Regions from separate parts of the Anas platyrhynchos genome. Here region 2 is linked to region 1. A link is a contact called in public Hi-C data. All regions are on one chromosome and are shown on one strand. Each heading gives the region's core, a stretch centred on a gene start, on an enhancer-like site or on the middle of the called end of the contact. The rest is flanking DNA. Distances are from core to core; before and after follow the strand shown.

Region 1 (3,643 bases), core at 530-3,029:
GTAGTAAATATCCTTCCTCCGAGAGCAGAGAGGTGATGGTCCACGGGGGGCCAACCCCACCCCTGACCAGGGAAGTGGCCCCTGCCATACTGGGGTTGATAAATACGACAATCCGTATCCTATTTATCTTACAACAAAGAGAGTACCTCAGCCCTCTGGAGATCAAAGCATTTTAGTGTGGGACTGCAAAAATCCAGTGTGTATAATAATCCCGAAATAGATTTCCTTGGGCAGCGGTTGCAAGCTGCTACTCCCACCCAGCTCATCAGGCTAATGGGTAAGTGTCAAGTCAAGGAGGAAGGGCTGTGATTCAGCTGGAAAGTTAATGAGAAAGTAGGAGGTGTGGCTGGTCCTTGTCGTGATTGTTTTTTTGTTTTTTTTTTGCTGCCCTACCTTGGGCAAAAAAAATCCCATTTCACTTGAGCAGCTCTTTGCCACGATGTGATGCACTTTGAGGAAAGAACCTAGCCCCTGCATGAACCTTCCTCTTTCTTTTTCTTCTTGTTTTACGCTCCCACCAGCTGGAGCTTTGCACCAGCAGCAGGTGAGGGACACCCGGGTGACTGTGTCCCACACCTGTGGCTGGAGCTCTTTCAAAACCCAGCCAGAGCTTGGTCCTCCAAAGGGTGGTTTGCCCCAGAGGGTCCCAAGGCCTTATTATTTGGCACTAGCTGCTTGCCCTGGCCAGAACTGGGCTTTTCCAAGAACTGTCACTGAGGTTTGAGGTGGGGATGGGTTTGGTGTGGCCGTGCAGGACGTTGGTACCCATGGGACCAGCTCCCGGCTCCGCGAGGCAGGAGGGGCGGAGGGGTGCGCGGCAGCTATTTATATCTTAAAATTAAACCATCAGAAGAAATGTGGCGTGAAAGCCTCTCTCTTCCTCATGCACTATTTAGGAAGCCGGGGCTGGAAAGCGTCAGCCGCTCGGGTTTGTATTTCCCAGCTGTTATGGGGGAAATGCTGGGGAGGGGGAAGAACGCGATGGATGTGCCCAGGCATTGTCCTGGCTCGGCACAGCCCCGGGTTGTGGGTGTGCCAGGACATCCTGCAGATCCCACACTCCCCCCTTTTACTCTTTCCAAATGTAAGGACTGGGAGGATTTGTGTCTGACTGAGTGCATTTGTGTTGTGGGGGTGCAGGCGTCGTCCTGAGCCCGGCACGGCAGCATCTGGGTGGTGCACAGCAGCTTTTCTACAAAGAACCCCCAAAAGCTTTTGATTTTGTTCCCTGGGGAGCAAGGTCTCTGAAAATCAGGCATCCCAACCACCCCAAGCTGGATTCCCCAAAAAATGCAGCCCTGGGAATCCCCAGCCCCTCTGCAAACCACAGCCCTGTGCTTTGCCCCGCGGATTTTGTGGGGTTCAGGCTCTGCAGTGACCTCCACCAGCACCAAACCCAGGATTTCCCCAGCCAAGAGAGACCTTGAGAGGCTTCGGCAGTGGCGTCTTATGGATCCTGCTGCTTTGCTGCAACACGGGAAACTGCTTGCTCCTGTTTGCATATATTAGCCCTGTGATGAATTGCACTCCCTTCGAATTTTTTTCCCTGCTGCTCACGCTCATGGCTGGAGTGGGAAGCTGTCTCTTTTGATTTACGCATCCTCTTTATGTGGGGAGGAGCCCGTGATTCAAACCCCCATTTGCTCACAGACTTCGCTGCCTTATTTTGCTTTCGCCTTGGGTTGCGGTCAGCGTTTGAAAGGTCGGGGGGGGGAGCGACCTTCCCCTGCCCCATGCTCCGCGCTGCAGCTGCTCAGCGGGGCACCAATTAGCGCCGATCCTCAAGTTCAACAACATAATACCCACGCAATTTCCCGAGCGCTGCCTTTTCCGGAGAGTTTGGTTTCAAAGGCATTCCTCTGCGGTCAGGAGAAATGCTACAAAAACACGAGATGTGAGCGCTCGCGTCTTGTTTGCTCGCATCTCTCTGTGCCTCGTTCACTGCGAGGTCTCCAGGGGGTTGGTGGGAAGAGATGGAAAGAGAGCAGCGAGCGACTGCTGGGGATGGGGGCAGCCTGGGAGGTGCTGTCTTTACAGATTTTTCCTTTTTCCTTGTTTATTTTTAATGCTCCTCACCAGCTCTTCCAGCACTGCGCGGTGCCTCTCGCCTCGTGGAGGCTGCGTTATTTTGTGGTGCAGCACTCTGCCTGCAGCAAGAGCTAAATCCTGCGAGAGATGCTGAGCTGGGGGGTCCCAGGGAAAGGCAGGAGCATTTTCCATAAAGATCAAGGTCTTTCCTGAGCCAGGTCCCTTCGATACCCACGTCCCTACCCTGGAGCAGAGGCCGGGCATCACCTCCGCCCCGGGGAGGCCAGGCCTGTCTGCTGGAGCCCCGATGTGCCCCCACGTGCTGTGTGGGTCCTTGTGCTGTCCCCAGCATTGCAGCCCCCAGCAGCTCAGTAATATTCATGGCGAGTTCCTCCCCACGATGGGACCGTGAAGATTAATGGCTCCGATGTGTGCCTGCTCCGTGTGAGCACCGCTGAAAGGCACCTATGGAGCGAGTTGATAAAGATGGCTTAATGGGATGAAGGGCATCTCTCCTGATGAGGCTCAAGCGAGGCAGAACAGCCCCTGCATGCCGTGCATCGTGCCCTTCCCACCAGGGCTCTGCACAGCACCTCTTGGCAGTGGCAGCCTCGACCTGTGACTGCATCTGGCAGCATCACCCGTGCCATCCTCCTGGCGCTCGCTTTTGTCTCCCTGTCTGGGTCACTCCTGCGGGAAAAACACCTCTGTTCCCCTAGAAACCTCCCTCCCTGCCTTCTTCCCATCTGCCCAAAGGTTTCTCTGTGGGGCTCCGCTTTTGTTCCTGCCTCTGCCATCTGCTCGTCCCGCTGCCATCGCGCCTGCCCTGCAGAGAGCCGGGAGCAGAGCCGGGGCTCCTGGCAGCCGGCCGCCTCCTGGCACACTCGGGCTTTCTCCTCGGTCAGGGCTCCAAGTCGGAGATTTTCTCTTTCAGCCAAGCATCTTCGGAGTTCTCTTTACAAAATGTGTTGCTGTTCCCTCGTCTGTCTAACCAAACGTCAGAGAGCCGTAATTTCCCAGGATGCAGGAATTTTGTCTGTCTGCCCATCCTTCAGGCCGGCAGTTTCAGGGCTAGCGCAGAGCTTTGTGGGGTTATTTGTGGAAACGTTTGACTCCTGGTCTCGGTTTTCTGGCCAAGCATTTCTTTACTGCTTTTGTCTGTGTTCTGGTTTCTCCGGAGGATGGGGTGGGCTATAGCCACCGAGATGCTTTATGGGTTCTTCAATACTGCCCGTGCTCAGCTGGAGCCCAAAGTCCTGGGCTTGTGGGCAAGTGACTGCAAACAGAAATCAGGGGTGCAAATAGAAATAAATTCCCACTATGCTTAATAAGCCACGGAGTTATAACAAACAGCAGCATCACCTTAAGTGATTAAAACCAAACACCCCGCATAAGCCTCAGTTCTTCTCAGTGTGATCTCTGTACCACTTTTTGCAAGTCATTCGTCTCTGGACAGCAGCAGTATGTACTCACACACTAGCAAGGGGAAATACCAAAACAAAACATCCCGCTCACCTCATTTCCAAAGAAATTTTCCTCTGTCTTTAAAAGAAAAAAGGATTCTAGAGACTATATCCACTGATCCTGCCATTTTGTGTAGCAGTGTTTGAGAATA
Region 2 (3,524 bases), core at 675-3,174, 120 kb after region 1:
ATATCAGTCACACATCAGGTGGGAATCCAGAACAGTCCCAGACTGGATCCACAGCTGATGCCAAAAGACGCTGCTCCTCCTGCTTGCTGAGCCACGTGGACTGGGGTGCTTTGCTTCCCTTGAACACCTGGATCCCTGCATTGGCTCCCAAAACTTCATGGTTTCTTCTCTGCTTTGGAGGATAACCTTGAAGGAGAGCTTTGGGGAAAAGGGTTCCTTCGCACTCATCTTTGTTAGAATATTAACACAGATTAAAGCATGGTATTGAGGTGTGGAGGTACTCCCATGCAAAATGTAAAAAACTCAGCCAAAAAGTATAAACTATCAAGAATACATCTGTTGCAGATTGATCTTTAGGCTCGGTATGTCTGTTGAGATAGACCCGGTCACATGAGGAAGCACTGGAACAACCCTGTTTTGCCTGGTTACACCTAAACAATGAATTCAGTGAGGGGAACCAACACAGTCAGTTTGTAACATGCAGAGCTCTGTGATGTGGTTTGCAGGAAAATGTAAGTTTGTTTAAATATCAGCCTTTAGCTATCTTTGTTCCATCAGTGATGGGACTGGTCTCTAACCAGCTGAAGGAGGAAGAAACTATTCGACTACTGAACTATGTTCAAGTCGCAGCATGATTCAGCTATTTTTTCAAGTAAGAGGAAACGATGCATTTCTAAATCACATTCAGAATACCTCAGATATGAAACCAAACAGCAGGGAAAAGGCTTTGGGGATTTTCTCCACGTATCTCATAGTTTAATTCCCATTCTGGATAATAAAAGTCCTTTCTCCACCCACCAAACAGGTGGTTTTTGTTCCTGTTTGTATAGTCAGCAGCTGTGAGTACGTGGTACCTGATTTTTTAATCAGCTTTTTAATCAGTTTTAAGAGATGCATGTAATAAATGAAGTCACATGTATCAGAAAAGAGTACCTTCCTCATGCCTGCTATGACTAAGGAACTTGCCAAAACACTATTTCATTATACACAGGCTAAATTTCACGTCTCTTCCAAATATGACAGACCTGAGAAATTTTTTTTTATAAATTATCCCTGAAAAACTTTCTTCCCCCAAGTTGCTTCAATTCTGTTGTTCTCTAAAGAATGGCAAGATAGCCTTAAGAGGCTATGTTTATTGCAACAGTGCAAAGCTGAAAGAAAACGGTTCATAATCTTCTCAGGTACGAGCATATCAAGGACAAGGGAAGATGGGTTTCCACATGAGCAAGGGAAATTCCCCATCGCATGCTGTGAATCTTGCAGGCAGGTATCCCTATCGAGGTCAGGGGTCTGCCAGCTCTTGCAACGATTTTCCTGGTAAATGATGTTGTCACATTCTTAGAGAGATGGTGTTGTCAATGAAGAATCACATTATTCGTTTCTAACTCAGGACCTGAAGGCCAGGAAACAAGCTGGGCACAAAGCTTCTGCTTTTCAAAGATGGGGCAGGAGGCTGAGCACATTTAAAGTCAGAAAATGAAACCTTGCTGTTAAAATACAGAGGCTGCTGGTACAATGTAGGGTATAAAAATGGAGCACAGAGAGGAACTGCACTGGCTCAAATACTTGCTGTGGGCTGGCTCCCTGTGATACCATCTTATGCACAAGAATTTGCTGCTTTAGTCTGAAACAGAATGGAAAATCGACAGCCGAGAAGGAAAAACACAGCTGCTCTGTTGTACAGGTCGCGTCGGCTGGGGATGATTTGGAGACAACGTGCTGGGAAGGAGGTCTGCAAGGGAGCAGTCAATTGAGGAAACAAATAATATTTACATGCCCTGCCCGTGGCACTGGAAATAAAACCTCCTTGCCAGTAAGAAATTCAGCCCAACCCTCCTGGCCCCACCTGCTCCTGGGGGAGGGATCATGCTATAAAAGGCTCCAGGCAGGGCACAGAGATGCACAGCAAATTGGGACTCTCTGGGGACTCCTCCTGCTCTGCCTGTGACCATGGGGAAGAAGGTGGCCGTCGTGCTTGCTGGCTGTGGGGTGTACGACGGGAGTGAGATCCATGAGTCTTCTGCTGTGCTGGTGCACCTCAGCAGGGAGGGGGCACAGGTAAGAGGCACCTGGCAGGCTCCTGCCCCATCCTTTTGCCCTTGCTCTGCTTTTTATTCGCCCTCCCCTCGCACGAAGCACTCTGCTGTAAGGAGCTTTGCGTCTTGCCCGACAAACCACGAGCTCCCCGTTGCTGCTGGGGTAATTGCAAAGAGTCAATGACTGGAGTCAAAGCAAGCAGCACGGTGTCGGTGTCGGGGCTGCCACAGCAAGCAGGGACCATGCCCCGCTCTCTGCTCTGCTCTCCCAGCTTCGCTGTGTGAGAGGATTGCCCGGGTGCTGAGCACAGAGCTCAACCATTCTGCCAGCTACACAACCTCCGAAACAAACTTTCTGAAATGAATCTATTTTTGGCTTGCACTTCCTCTTTCTCTTCTCTGGTATTTCTGTTTCAAAGGCTGCTGTTGACTCTGGTTGCTTGAAATTCATCCTTTTGGAGCACTGAGGATTAAAACGGAAAATGAGATGAACACAGAAAATAGAGTTCTTGTGAGTTAGATCGGAGAAAGGGAAAAAAATGTTCAAGCACCAGCTCTAATATGCAATCAGTGACAACCACAACTCTTAGAGAGTCAAAGAGTAGGGAGAGAAGCCCCGGGTAACGCTAACCTCGGCTCCGAGCTGCCCACAGCTGTGGGTCAGAGCCCTTCTCCTGGAAATCAGGCTGCTCCCCCGAATATGAAGGCGCAGTGGTGATTTCCACGTGCTGCAGAGCCTTCCCTCCCAATTCCAAAGCCTTCAAAGTGCGTATTCACTTCGTGGATTAAAGCTAAGACTTGTCCAAAACTTTTCTCCCCTGTCTGTAGTTTTGCTTCTTTTCCCTCTGAGCTGCCGTGGCTCTCCCCCGGCTGGCACACTCAGAGCACTGCCCTGCGCTCATCCCTTGATTGGCAGGGACCTCTAGCGGAGGAAACTCGGCCATCATTTCCCCCACACCCTTTTAATTTTGGCTTCTGATTGCCTGAGGAAACAAATTTTGTGTACAGCCACCAAATCCATCACCCGCCTGTTTGCCATCTTCCGCTCTTCCTTTCTGCGCGTGAGCTTGAAATAATTCAGAAGGAAGGCGAGACGCTTTCTTGAGAGGGAAATGCTCTGCCTGTGGGAAGCCAGCGGGTGGGGAGAAGAAACTCAAAGTCCTGTCTGAGGGTGGTGGTTTGACAGCAGCTTGCAGGGTGCTGGGTGCTCAGCACCCATACGGGATGACCGGCTGTGTGTGGGCAGCACTCGGGCTGCTGCAGCGAAAGGTGATTGCTTGGGATGAAGGTGGAAAATTAAGAAATGGGATTCACACGTGGCTCTTGCAATGACCCGTTTTCCTAGGAAGGAAAGGGGTGGCTGCTCTGCTCCCTTTCCACCACTTCAGCCCCCCCAAAATAAGCAGTGTGGGCTATAGCCCCTGCCAAATACCCTCCTTCCTTTAAGGTGGGGGTAAATGTTTGTGCAGAAGCTAGAAAACAGCTTTT

Evidence for each region. A called contact is a pair of places that touch in the nucleus more often than the background predicts.
Region 2: a Hi-C map of skeletal muscle shows a contact between it and region 1, with 4 times the contacts expected there. The contact joins the promoter of LOC101790845 here to the enhancer-like site in region 1. A contact is called at or near these places in 2 of 8 Hi-C or Micro-C datasets (liver and skeletal muscle).

What each region holds. Positions count from the first base shown.
Region 1 is chr10:8,030,077-8,033,719 of IASCAAS_PekinDuck_T2T, forward strand. No RefSeq gene overlaps it. Among named protein-coding and RNA genes, the nearest start is that of TRNAE-UUC, 58 kb to the left of the region's middle. Within about 2 kb of position 1,780, at least 5 of the 8 cell types and tissues checked have an H3K27ac peak or open chromatin away from gene starts, as enhancers often do.
Region 2 is chr10:8,152,375-8,155,898 of IASCAAS_PekinDuck_T2T, forward strand. LOC101790845 (glutamine amidotransferase-like class 1 domain-containing protein 3, mitochondrial) reads left to right here and starts at 1,925. Exons shown (of 4, transcript XM_005011963.6): 1 at 1,925-2,058. The coding sequence starts at 1,951. It overlaps LOC101790642, which reads right to left and starts at 1,740. Exons shown (of 10, transcript XM_038184336.2): 1 at 1-1,740.